Regions from separate parts of the Mus musculus genome. Here regions 1 and 2 are each linked to region 3. The links are chromatin contacts, called in public Hi-C maps. All regions are on one chromosome and are shown on one strand. Each heading gives the region's core, a stretch centred on a gene start, on an enhancer-like site or on the middle of the called end of the contact. The rest is flanking DNA. Distances are from core to core; before and after follow the strand shown. Region 1 holds the start of Acad9 (acyl-Coenzyme A dehydrogenase family, member 9). Region 2 holds the start of Atp11b (ATPase, class VI, type 11B). Region 3 holds the start of Ndufb5 (NADH:ubiquinone oxidoreductase subunit B5).

The links. Hi-C and Micro-C count contacts between places; a contact is called where the count stands out from the background.
Region 1: a Hi-C map of CD4 T cells shows a contact between it and region 3, with 7 times the contacts expected there. The contact joins the promoter of Acad9 here to the promoter of Ndufb5 in region 3. A contact is called at or near these places in 2 of 39 promoter capture datasets (the HPC-7 cell line and pre-B cells) and 2 of 484 Hi-C or Micro-C datasets (CD4 T cells and CD8 T cells).
Region 2: a contact with region 3 is called in a Hi-C map of muscle stem cells, with 7 times the contacts expected there. The contact joins the promoter of Atp11b here to the promoter of Ndufb5 in region 3. A contact is called at or near these places in 1 of 39 promoter capture datasets (pre-B cells) and 2 of 484 Hi-C or Micro-C datasets (CD4 T cells and muscle stem cells).

The regions. Positions count from the first base shown.
Region 1 is chr3:36,063,231-36,067,242 of GRCm38.p6, forward strand. Acad9 (acyl-Coenzyme A dehydrogenase family, member 9) reads left to right here and starts at 2,749. Exons shown (of 18, transcript NM_172678.4): 1 at 2,749-3,040. The coding sequence starts at 2,879.
Region 2 is chr3:35,752,589-35,756,573 of GRCm38.p6, forward strand. Atp11b (ATPase, class VI, type 11B) reads left to right here and starts at 1,475. Exons shown (of 30, transcript NM_029570.4): 1 at 1,475-1,822. The coding sequence starts at 1,796.
Region 3 is chr3:32,735,553-32,738,995 of GRCm38.p6, forward strand. It overlaps Ndufb5 (NADH:ubiquinone oxidoreductase subunit B5), which reads left to right and starts at 1,511. Exons shown (of 6, transcript NM_025316.2): 1 at 1,511-1,653. The coding sequence starts at 1,530. It overlaps Mrpl47 (mitochondrial ribosomal protein L47), which reads right to left and starts at 1,203. Exons shown (of 7, transcript NM_029017.2): 1 at 1,090-1,203. The coding sequence starts at 1,187.

The sequences.
Region 1 (4,012 bases), core at 1,499-3,998, 3.3 Mb after region 3:
GTCCCATTTATCAATGACTTTACAGGGCATAGTTCTTTTTGTATCTTCTATCCTCTCTGGCTCTTACACGCTTTATGTTTCCTCTTCTGCAGATTCTCCTGAGCTCTGAAGGGGGGAGGGGCTAATAGAGAAATCACATTTAGAGCTGAGTGTTCCAAGGTCTTTCTCTGCATAATATCTGGCTGTGCATCCCTGTGTTTATTCCCATATACTGCAGGAGGAAGTTTTTCTGATGATGGCTGAATAAGGCACTGATCTATGAGCTTGGCAGAATATCAGTAGGAGTCATTTTATTAGTACTGTGTTTTAAGATCTGTGGTATTTGATTTTACCATAGGTCTCTAGGCTATCTAGTCTCTGATTCTTGGGCAACCAAGCAGTGTTGGGTATGGGTTCTACCTCATAGAGTGGGCCTTGTTCAAATCAGACATTGGTTTGCTACTCCTACTAGTTTGTGCGACCATTGGCTTAGCATATTTTGCAAGGAAGATAACACTGTAGATCAAAGGTTTTGTGGCTATGTTGTTGTATGTGTTTCTCTTTTGGTAGCCTGCAGAGTAACTTTCCATACTCAAGACTTTAGAACATAGGGGTGAAGGTTCTATATTGGCATCCACTAGACCTCCCCAAGTGTGGGTGTTGTCTTCAGCAATGGACTCTTTTTGTCAGTTTGCAGAGAGCAAACTATTGTATTGGCAACAGCCTGGGGTGTTTGGAGCATTTCCATGGAAGCTCTTTGGCCAACAACTCAATTGGGTATAACCCAGGCTTGCTACTGGAAGCTCTGTTTGGTAACGAGAGATGGAGAGTTACCTCCCCATTTTTGGAGACATCATTAAAATCACTTTCATGTATTTTAGTTAGTTCCCACTACATTAGGTGATTTATTCCATGTTCTATTGCTGTGAAGAGACATTGTGATCAAGGTGACTCTTAAGAAAGAAAGCAACACTGGCAGGACACATTCGTGTGAACGGGACTCCTGGGTCACCTGGAGATCTCAGATCGATGGAACAGAGGCTACAGTACTGACGCTAACCTTTCAAGAGGCAGTCTGTGGGCTAGCAAGACGGCTTAGTGAGTGAAGTCGCTTGCCACAAAGCCTGGAGATCCGGGTCCAATACTTGAGAAGCTATCTTCTGACCTCCACACATGTGCCTAGTATACTCTTTCTCTTACACAGATAGATAGATAGATAGATAGATAGATAGATAGATAGATAGATAGATATTTTTTAAGAGGCAGTCTACTAAGATTCAGACTAAGTTAGGGCAAGTAGTTCCTTGGCTCCCATGACTAAAAGGTGGCCTCAATAGCCTGTGAGACACTGACTCAACTGATGCCATCTTAGAGACACCATTTTGACCTTAGAACTCAGTACATAGGCAACAACAATCTGCCAAAACCCTAACCTGCCAAAATAGGAACAAAGACCTAATTCATCAAAGACCTAGTTTATAGTGCCAGGACCTGGGAAAGTCCCTAAACATATTAACCTTGCTTTTTGGCTTCTGTAGTTTCACTTCTCGCTAACTGTTCTTACTTGCTTTTTGTGCATAAAAGGAAAAGAATAGTGAGGCTCTGGGCTACATAGTTTGGGAAGTTCCTTATGCAGTCCCCAGTGGGGCATAAATGCTTTCTATTGGTGTTAAAACTGCATGTATTTTCTGAAGGAGTCATCTTGTAACAGTTGATGCCACACTGGTTCCCTCAGGACAACCTGCCTAGAAATAAAGACAACAGACATATGAATAAACCCTGATGTGAGAGCTGGACCAGTTGGACCAGGCCCTGCCTTGGCTTACTTCCTCAACATAAGATTCATTTTAAAAAAAACAAACAAGGGCTGGAAAGATGGCTCAGCGGTTAAGAGCATTGACTGCTCTTCCAGAGGCCTTGAGTTCAATTCTCAGCAACCACATGGTGGCTCACAACCATCTGTAATGGGATTCATTGCCCTCTTCTGGTGTGTCTGTAGACAGCAATGGTATACTCACATACATAAAATAAATAAATCATAAAAAGAAACAAACAAACAAACATGGTGTTTATAGTTTCATAGGGTAGGTCACCGAGCCAAGGGAAATGCCTTGCCCTGGGAGTGGTGAAGAAAGCAAGTGTCTGAAGACTGTGGCCAATAGGGGCCAGACTAGGGGGGTGCACAACACAGGGAGTGGTAGATTCAAGAAAGGAGGAAACAGCATGCTCTTAGTGCTTCATGCAGTCTCCCATACAAAATGATACCACGCCACTCACATATTTAAGAGAATTAGGCAGAAGTGGGTTAGTAAAATAGGTCCCTTGTCATTTTGTTATACCCATTTAGCAATATTCTAAGTCCTACATTAAGTGAGATGAGAATAACAAAAGTTGTACTTCTAGGTTTATTTGATGAAATCTAATCTGCTCTTTAGAGGATGTGCTGAGAATAGCACACAGGCACAAGAGCTGTGTTTGGGAGCCTGGGTGGTAGTTTTGCAGCTTGACTTTTGAGTATTTTCGTTTTCTTACTGGCAAAAGTATAACAAGAAAGAACACACACACACACACACACACACACACACACACACACACACACACACACTTACTTCCTAGCCTGTTCGGATGAATTTTAAAAAACTACAATTTCTAAATTACATACTCAGACATTACATACAGCAATGCTTGGCGTAGGAGACATTTATTAAACATATTCTGGAACGACCTGTCCAATAGCCTCGCTCAAGGCGGCGCAGCCCTTGCGTCATCAGGAAGTGCGAGCTAGCTTCCGGTTGCAGCGGTGCAGGGTGAGACTTTGGATGCCCGGACGCGGGTGATTGGCGTCATTGGGAGGAGCGGCGGGGCTTCCAGCGACTTGAAGTCTGAAGTCAGGAGCAGCATGTCTGGCTGTGTGCTGCTCTCGCGTGGGGCGACTGCGGCGGCGGCTGCGGCGCGAGCTTCCCGGGTGCTGAGGGAATTCACGGCGAGGCGCCGCCCGCTGCACACCAGCCTGCAGAGCTGCTCGTTCGCCAAGGAGCTCTTCCTGGGCAACATCGAGCAGGTAGGAGGCGAGGCCGGACTGCCCGTGTCCTCTGCTCCCACCTTTCATTCTGGCCAGAGTTGCATGGAACGTTATCCGAGCCCGTAGAAGCCAAACATCCGAGAGGCTGGGCTCGGCGATGTGGCTTAAGTCGTGTCACAGTGGTTTTTGTTTTGGGGCAGGGTCTCATTCAGTAGTAGCCCAGGCTGTCTTTGGACTCGCTCTGTAGCTAGGCATGCCTTGAATACGTGGTCCTCTTGCCTCGGTCCTCAGAGTTGCCCATCCAGCTATTTCTTGTCTTGGAAGTTTGTCTCGTATTGTCTGACTTTATTAAAGTAGAAGTCAACACTTGGGCTGAGTGGCTGCCCTGGTGCAACGTTCAAAGCTAGAACTTTGAAGTGTGGGGACCCTTTTGCCCACATTCTGGCGCAGAGGGTGCCGAGGGACTTGGATTCTTGTGCTTTTCCAAGGCAGGAGGAAGAGCGCAGCCATCATGTATCCCCTTCAGTCTTTAAATCTACCCTTCATCACCCGTGAGCTTTGCTGCCAGTTTTCCATTTCTGTATTTAGTGAGAGTCCCAGTGGTCAGCTCTCCTCCAGATGGTATCTACTTTCTATACTGTTGTGAGCTGTATACCCCTAGCAAAGGCTGGCCTGGTGATTAGAACTCAGCTTTCTCACTATTCAAGGATAATTCTGCATCTTGGACCTGTGCCCTCAGGCTTTGGCCCAGTGGCCAGTGGTTTTCTCCACATTGCTCACTTCTCATTCCCATTCCTACCCCACCCACCATTAGTAACTAATGCAGATATGTACTTAATGTTTGTTCTGAATGCATGTTAGGCCTCAGGTTTCTGAAAAAAAAATTCTTTTCTTTGTATCTCTTTTGTTAGTTCCTTGGTTTCTCAACCTGTAGACCTTGGCCAGTGTCTCTGGTAGCCCAGTTGAAGTCAGAGGCAGTGTCGTTGTTGTTTGTGTTGTTTTGTTCTTCTT
Region 2 (3,985 bases), core at 225-2,724, 3.0 Mb after region 3:
TAAGAACACAGGTTCTACTGTCCGATTATCCATAATCCAAATCACAGTTTTGCCGAATTATTTAACTTGAGCTTCTCCATCTGCACAATCGGGATAATACGTACTTCAGAGACCCAATTAGAGTATCGGGTAGAGCTTGACGCAGTGGGTTCTGGGACACTGCCTTAGAACGGAAGTAACATTTTGTTTTCTCTAAAAGCATTCCAGTAACTTTATGCTGGTGTCACAGAGTAAGGGTCGGGCATAAGAGCAAAACGAAGGTTCCTTTTTCTTTTTAAATATCTGTCCTAAATTTGGGTAATTTATAATATTAAAAAAAAATTATTGCAGGTCCCCCCCCCCCCCCCCCGAGACAGGGTTTCACTGTATAGCCCTGGCTGTCCTGGAACTCACTTTGTAGACCAGGCCGGTCTCGAACTCAGAAATCTGCCTGCCTGTGTCTCCCGAGTGCAGGGATTAAAAAGGGATTAAAGGGCTCCATTGCAGATTTTATAGGCCATAGATAACTGAAAGACTCTAATTGCAATGCTGGATTAACTAAGACATGACTACTGAAACCAAAAGACAGATTTGTCTAATCACCGTAGCTTAGATTTAGGTTTTTGCAGAATGTTACTTTTCAAATTACAAATGTCTGATGGTGACGTGTTTTAATTCAGGAAAAAGAGAGTACGACGAAGACGAACAGGTGGCTGCTTTTAGACAGTATAAACTTGTTCCAGTTGCTTGTATGGGCCTTCTTAAAAGTTATCCACACCCTTGTTAGAGAGGTCACGCTACTTTGGAGGTAGTTTTCATTGCATGCTTAGCAATTAGCTTTCCGAGGAAAGTCTCTCCCCTTAGCCTTTCCAGCTTAATTCATCAGGATAGGAACTCAGCAATAGCTCCAGAAATTGAGGTGCAGGCTGGACTCTCACAGAGAAATCTCAAACTTTCCCCAATATTAGTCCACTTTGGTTACTCGCTGAGTTATGTGTGAAGCAATTAAATGCCTTTGACAATTAAAAAAATTTTTTTTACCAAGTCTATAAGAATTTTGTACAATTTAGTTTGATCATAATCATCTCCCTCTCCAAATGTAAGTCTTTGATAATTTAATGGTCTGGGCACAGACCTTTTGGTCACATACATTTGCTGGTGTGGATCCGAATGTTGGGGTGGATGGGGGGGGGGGTTGGTGGGGGAGGGGGAAGATCTGTGACAGGGCAGAGCCAACTCCTCTTCGAGGAGTTGCTACAGCCTAGCCGGCCAAGATACAAAAACTCGAAAAAGGCCCACAGAGCCGGCGAGCCTGACAGCGCTCACGTTTTCGCGACAAACCGCCCCGGAAAGGGGCGGGCAAACCCGCGCGGAAACACGGAAGGGTGGGCCTCCGAGAGGTAAAGAAGCGGGCGGGTCCAGAGCAGGTGAGGGAGGGGCACAGGGCTTGGGGGCGGGACCATGGAGGGCGAGGGCGGGGCGGCGCCGTGGGGGCGGGCCCATGGCGGGCGAGGGCGGGGCGGCGCCGTGGGGGCGGCGGTGCTTCGGGTGACAACGGTCAGAGATGAAGGTGGCGGCGGCTCAGCGGGGAGTAGTGCTGCGCCGGGCGCGGTTGGCAGCCAGGCCGCGCCTGTAGGACCTCCGGGCCGGGGTGGCGGGATGGGGACCCGACTCGGGTAGAAAAGCGGGGACAGCAGAGAGCAGAACTTAAGCCCGAGGGGCTCGCCTGCTCCGGTCACACTCGGAGTCCTCTTCCACCTGCTGCCGCTCGGTCCCGCGTCCGGCGGGCCACGACGGCGTCGGCGACGGCGGGGGCATGTGGCGCTGGGTCCGGCAGCAGCTGGTAAGTGAGGGCTGGGTGGCGCGGCGGGGCGGCGAGGGCTAGGCCGCGGCGGGGGCGCGCGGCTCTCTCTCGGCCCGGGCTCCGCACAGCGCGGGGATGCACTGCAGCTTGCGGCCGCTGAGGGTCGCGAGCCGCGCGGGCCCCGAGGTGGCGGAGGTAGCGGCGCGGGGCGCGGGTCAGGCGGCTCCCCCGGACTCCGAACTAGGCTCGTGCGGGCTCCGGAGGAGGTCTGGGTCCTCCTCGGCCTCCCGGCGGAAGCTCGCCCTGGGCCTAGGAGGAAGGCGCGCCGGAAAGGTCTTCACCGCAGACCGGTGCAACTTCTCTGTGCATCTCTTGTGTGTCACCCACCCCTCAAGGCGGTTAGAACGCACGGGTTAGGAGCCAGTGGTTTAACTTTTGAACATTACTGTATTACCTGGAAAAAGAAAAAGAAAACCCTAGAGTGACTTAAGTGTCTAAAAAGCGTCACCTTTCTCAGAAATCATTCACAGACGAAAATCTCTCATGTCCCTTGGCACTTGCAGCCCAGAAAATAACAACGCCAAGGCGACAATGACAGTTAAGGCAGACATCACTTCAGTTCTAGGAATGCTAATCTATATGCTGTTTAATTTTGAAATTGTACCAATTGCAGTATTTTTTTTCTACGAGGTTTCAAGGCAGTGATAAATCTTAGAGAAACAGAAATGTCCTGTTTTGAGACCAAAATCTTCATTCTTTTTTCTTGTGGTAGAACAGTTTTTCAGGTGAAAACTAAAAAGTATGTATTTCAGTCAGTCTCCTGTTTATTTTACAGTAAGCATCATTCTTAAATAAAGAAATCTTATAAATAAAACTAGAACCGCCTGCCACTCCCTCATACAAATGGTAGGTCTTTATTTTTAGCTAACTGTTGCAAATTGAAGTATTCCAGCTTTATTGGGAATCCAAGCTAATGATGTCATTTAATCCACACTTGCTTTCTTGTGGCAAGCCAGTACAGTAAGGAAGTTAATTATTACAAATCTGATCTGCTTTTGACTTCTCAGGCGTCAAGTAAACAAAAGATTTAACACCTTTTTATCTGATGTTTTGGGTGAGAAAATAGTTTTTAAGGCTGTTTTTTCAAGCCTTTCCCAGTATGTTAAGACAGTCTCTCAGTGTGAGGTACTTTTTTGTTAGCTTGAATAAAATCTTTCTATGTGATCATTCCTATCTTCCAGATAGAAATCTGGTAATGTTGTGAGAAATGGCTTTATGTTTACGGCTGAAAGGGATAAACCAGAAGCTGTGTGGTCATTTTTAAGTCAGCTGTCTCATGGCCCTGACTAACAAGTTGAACAAGTTGCTTTCCATTTTAAAAAAAAAAAATACTATCTCTGATATTTAGTTGTCTGTCACTGGTTTTACTTTTAAGATAATCAAGTCTTTAAGAACTTGTGCCAGGGCTGGAGAGATGGCTCAGTGAGTTAAGAGCACTGACTCTTCCAGAGGTCCTGAGTTCAATTCCCAGCAATCACATGGTAGCTCACAGACCATCTGTAATGGGGTCTGATGCACTCTTCTGGTGTGTCTGAAGACAGCTACAGTGTACTCATCTAAATAAAAATAAATAAATCTTTAAAAAAACAAAAACAAAAACCCTTGTGCCAAAGCAGGACTTTGAATTGCTGACTAAGTTTGTGTAATCACTTAAATACAAATTAAGGACAGTGTGTACAAAGGAACGAAGTATGTTGTACTAGCTCAGTAATAAACAGCCTTTCTAGTTGCTACTCCAAGAATTCAGTTAAAAAATTCTATCTTGGATTATTCAAATTATACAAATTTTATATACAAATAATGCAAATTTTATTATTATTTTGCTCACTGGGTTTAGTCACCAGCATTATGTTAATTGTAAAATTCATAAAAGGGAAAATTTGGGTAAATCAATAAATCATAGGGACAGGTTGTTTTGGAAATGTTTTGGAACATTTCATATGAATCCTGGCTTTCAACCAATAATTTAACAAAAAAAAAGATACTTTTTGTTTTTAATTTTTGATTACTGCTTAGTGTGTTTGGGTATGTGTGTAAGTAAGTCAGGACACCCTGTGCCAGTCAGTTCTTTGCTACCTTGTGGGTCTCAGGAATCAAACTCAGGTTCTCATTTGCTTCCTGAGACATCTAACTTAACTTGCT
Region 3 (3,443 bases), core at 261-2,760:
AAGGGATTAGTAGAGCAAGTCCTATTTTTATTTTGGATTATATGCTAAATAATAACACTGTATTCCACAGTGTGACCACAGGGTCATACTTAGTAAGGCAATGTCCTTGGGTCTATGATTGAATTTTGACCTCTGTCCAACAGTGCAGAAAAAGAGCATAAATCCAGGGATCTTGAAAAATGTGACAACTGTCAATGACTGGCTACTATGGGTTAAGGGTATATTTTGACTATTACTCTAATAATGTTTCTGTTGTCCTGGGGAAATGATGGAAAATCAAGTGTATACCTGCAACATTAAAAAAGAAACGGCAATGTGTTCTATGAATGCATAACTGGTTTTACTGTCTTCAAAATATTTTGCCTCTTTTCTGAGTGATAGGTATTCATTTTTTACAAAACACACACACACACACACACACACACACATACTGAAATAATTTCATTAACAAATTTAAGGTTTATGTATCTGAATGTTTTCCCTGCATATATGTGCACCATGTGTGTGCCTGATACCGTCAGAGGTCAAGGAAGGCATCAGATCAAGATAATGGAAGACGAAATCATTTATTCAAGTTTGCCACCCTGATCAAATTACAACTCTGCAAGGTTTTAAAAAGCTAATTTGCAAAGTTAGTGTAATAATATAGAAGAGACTGCTTCCTTCAATTAATCTGCTCTCTACTATTTCTAAAACTCGGCTCCCTGTTGGCAAGTGTCAGTGAAGAGTAAGCTGTCATTCTCACACTCGCAGACGCAGCTTCTGTTGCCGTAGCTACGCTCATCACTTAACATCTGCCGGACAATCTGTGTACAAAGACGCCGAGGGAAGCCTTCCGTTCACAGCTCAGGACTCCTCGGAAACCTCCCTCCCAACCGACCCAGCCCCAGGACACTGCGAGTCCGAGGAAGCACCGAGCAGCGGATGCTCCCACCGCCCGCGGCGACAGAACGCAGGAGGACTAGTGCGCCAGGATAGGCGACTGCAAGGTCACGCTCTCTGCCTCCGCGGTGGCCTGTCTAGAGCTCTGTTGCATCCTGCAAGAAGCGCCCAAAGGCGGAGGCAGTCATTTCTTCTCTCACCACTTACCCCGAGTGAGCAGCGTCCTTGGGATTTACTAGGGAACAAGCTGCCTTCAGGAACGCTGAGGCTCTTCTACAAATACCCACTAGACTGGTCGCAGCCATGTTTCTAATGGAGACCCACAGTGTCGGTGTCCACGAGGTCACTTCCGCTGGCGGCGTGAGGCAAGTGAAGCAAACAGGAACAGGCTTTGCCCTTACTAAACATGGCCGCTCCCACGGCTCTCGCTTCAATCTCCCAAGTCTGCCATAGAGTTTACAGGGCTCTCTTTGGGCGCCCCACCTACAATGTCGTCACTTTTGTCCGCCAGCGCCTGCCTGTGAAGCTCGCAGGAACGGGCCGCTGCCCTCACTCAATATGGCCTCCTCTAGCGTTCGCCCTCACTGGTGGATTGTCCCTCCCGGCTCCCTTAGCCCTCCCCACTTCCTTCCGTGGCCGGTGTAGCCATGGCGGCCATGAGCCTGCTGCAGCGGGCTTCGGTCTCCGCGCTGACAGCGCTGTCTTGCCGCCGCGCTGGTCCTAGACTCGGAGTCGGAAGTTTTCTCACGCGGAGCTTTCCGAAGACTGTCGGTGGGTGGCGGCCTCGGAGACGCGGGTGAGAGGTGGGAGGGCTGTTTCCAGGTGACCTTGGGGACCTCCGAGGGAGAGAGCGGGGACAAAGTCGGCCTGGGGCTCTCGTGTGAAGAGCTGCTGCAGATCGGATGGCCTTGTTTAAGCTCAGCGTTTGCGAAGCGCCTTGCCACGCCATGCTGGGCGCTGCTCCCTCGCTGCCAGGCTAGGCAGGCATGGAGCTGCTGCCCGCGTCTCCAAGGGCAACTGCACACACTTCGTTGTTGAGACAGGGTCTCGGGGATCCGAGGCTGCACTTGTCCCGGCTCCCGAGGGCTGGGATTGCAGGCTTGCACTGCGTCGCTGGGCTCAGGGCAGAATCAGGGTGCGTGGCACCTGCAGCTGGTTCCAACCCGCAGATAGGAAGTTGCTGAGAAGCGCACTGAAGTGAAGGCTGTCATGGTGTTCCTAGGCACGAGTGTAAAAAGGCTCCAGGTGACAGGCCCGTTAGGCACGGTAATAACTGTGTCCGTGGACCTCACAACATCATAGAAGGCCACGAAAATATTTTATGTTTGTTTTTTTTTTTAAAAGACTAGTGCGAGTGAATGTGTAAAGTTGGGTTCAGCCCAGATTGTATCTGCTGTATGTTAATGCAGTCATGCTTTTCATATGACCTGCGGGTCGCGACCCCTTCATAGGGGTCACCTAAGACCGTAGGAAAACACAGATGTTCACATTGTGACCCATAACAGTAGCAAGATTACAGTTATGGAGTAGCAGTGAAAATAATTTTATAGTTGGAGGTCACAACACAAAGAACTGCATTAAAGGGTTGCAGCATTAGGAAGGTTGAGAACCACTGTTCTCTTAGAAAGGAGCCTAAGAGGGGTAAAGAGCTCAGGTCTCAGGACAGTCATAGAGAGGGCCTTGGTTAGAGATATACAATTTGCCTTGTCTAATATAGAGAAAGACACACACACAAATTGCCCTAAAGCCTATTATATTGAGGCAGTATGCATAGGGACCTTCTGGAACATGCTGGAAAGGATCAGTGCATTTAAAATACCCAGCAGGAATTTACACTGAAGGCAGACTCCATGTGCTGACACTTCTTGGTCATATCCTTTTGACATCACTTTTTTATTGTAAATATCCTCAGATACACAAGTAGAGATCCCTTGAACCCTTCCCCAGAAGTGCTGACTGTAGTCTAGCTGAGCTGAGCTGAGACTCCGTGGTCCCTCTCTTCCTGGACTATTTCTCACTCCTGCAGTTCCGAGAGAACCACGGGGAGCCGATGTCCTGTCCAGAGAGAACAGGGAGGGCCTACTCGAGGCTGTTCCAAGAGCGACTGTTTGACTGTCGCAGCTTTCACTGGCTTATGAGTCTGCCATTGCTCCCTGAAGGTTTTCCTCTCTTCCACCAGTTCCTTGGGCAGCCCAACAAGATGGCTAGGCCCCTCTCCCATCTTCTTTTTCTGGAGCTGGGCTGCCGAGATTCAAATCTTGGCTGCAGAATTTAAGAGCTCTATGACCTTGAGTCAACGCCTACTGGGAGCTAAAGTGGAAGGCACTTGGTCATGATCTTCATTTCCTTTTCCGGAAGATGACCATCTGATTGACGGAGATACCTTACAGAGTAGTTGTGAAGCCCTTTGAGTAGGAGACATTTTTAGCACCATGCACCTAAATTAGAAAATACACACAGCATTAAATTTACCCTTTATTTTATTTGCTTATTTCTTTGGTACTGCTGATGAAATACAAGTGCTTGCTTATTCTAGCCAGGTGAGGTCTTTCCTCTGGGCT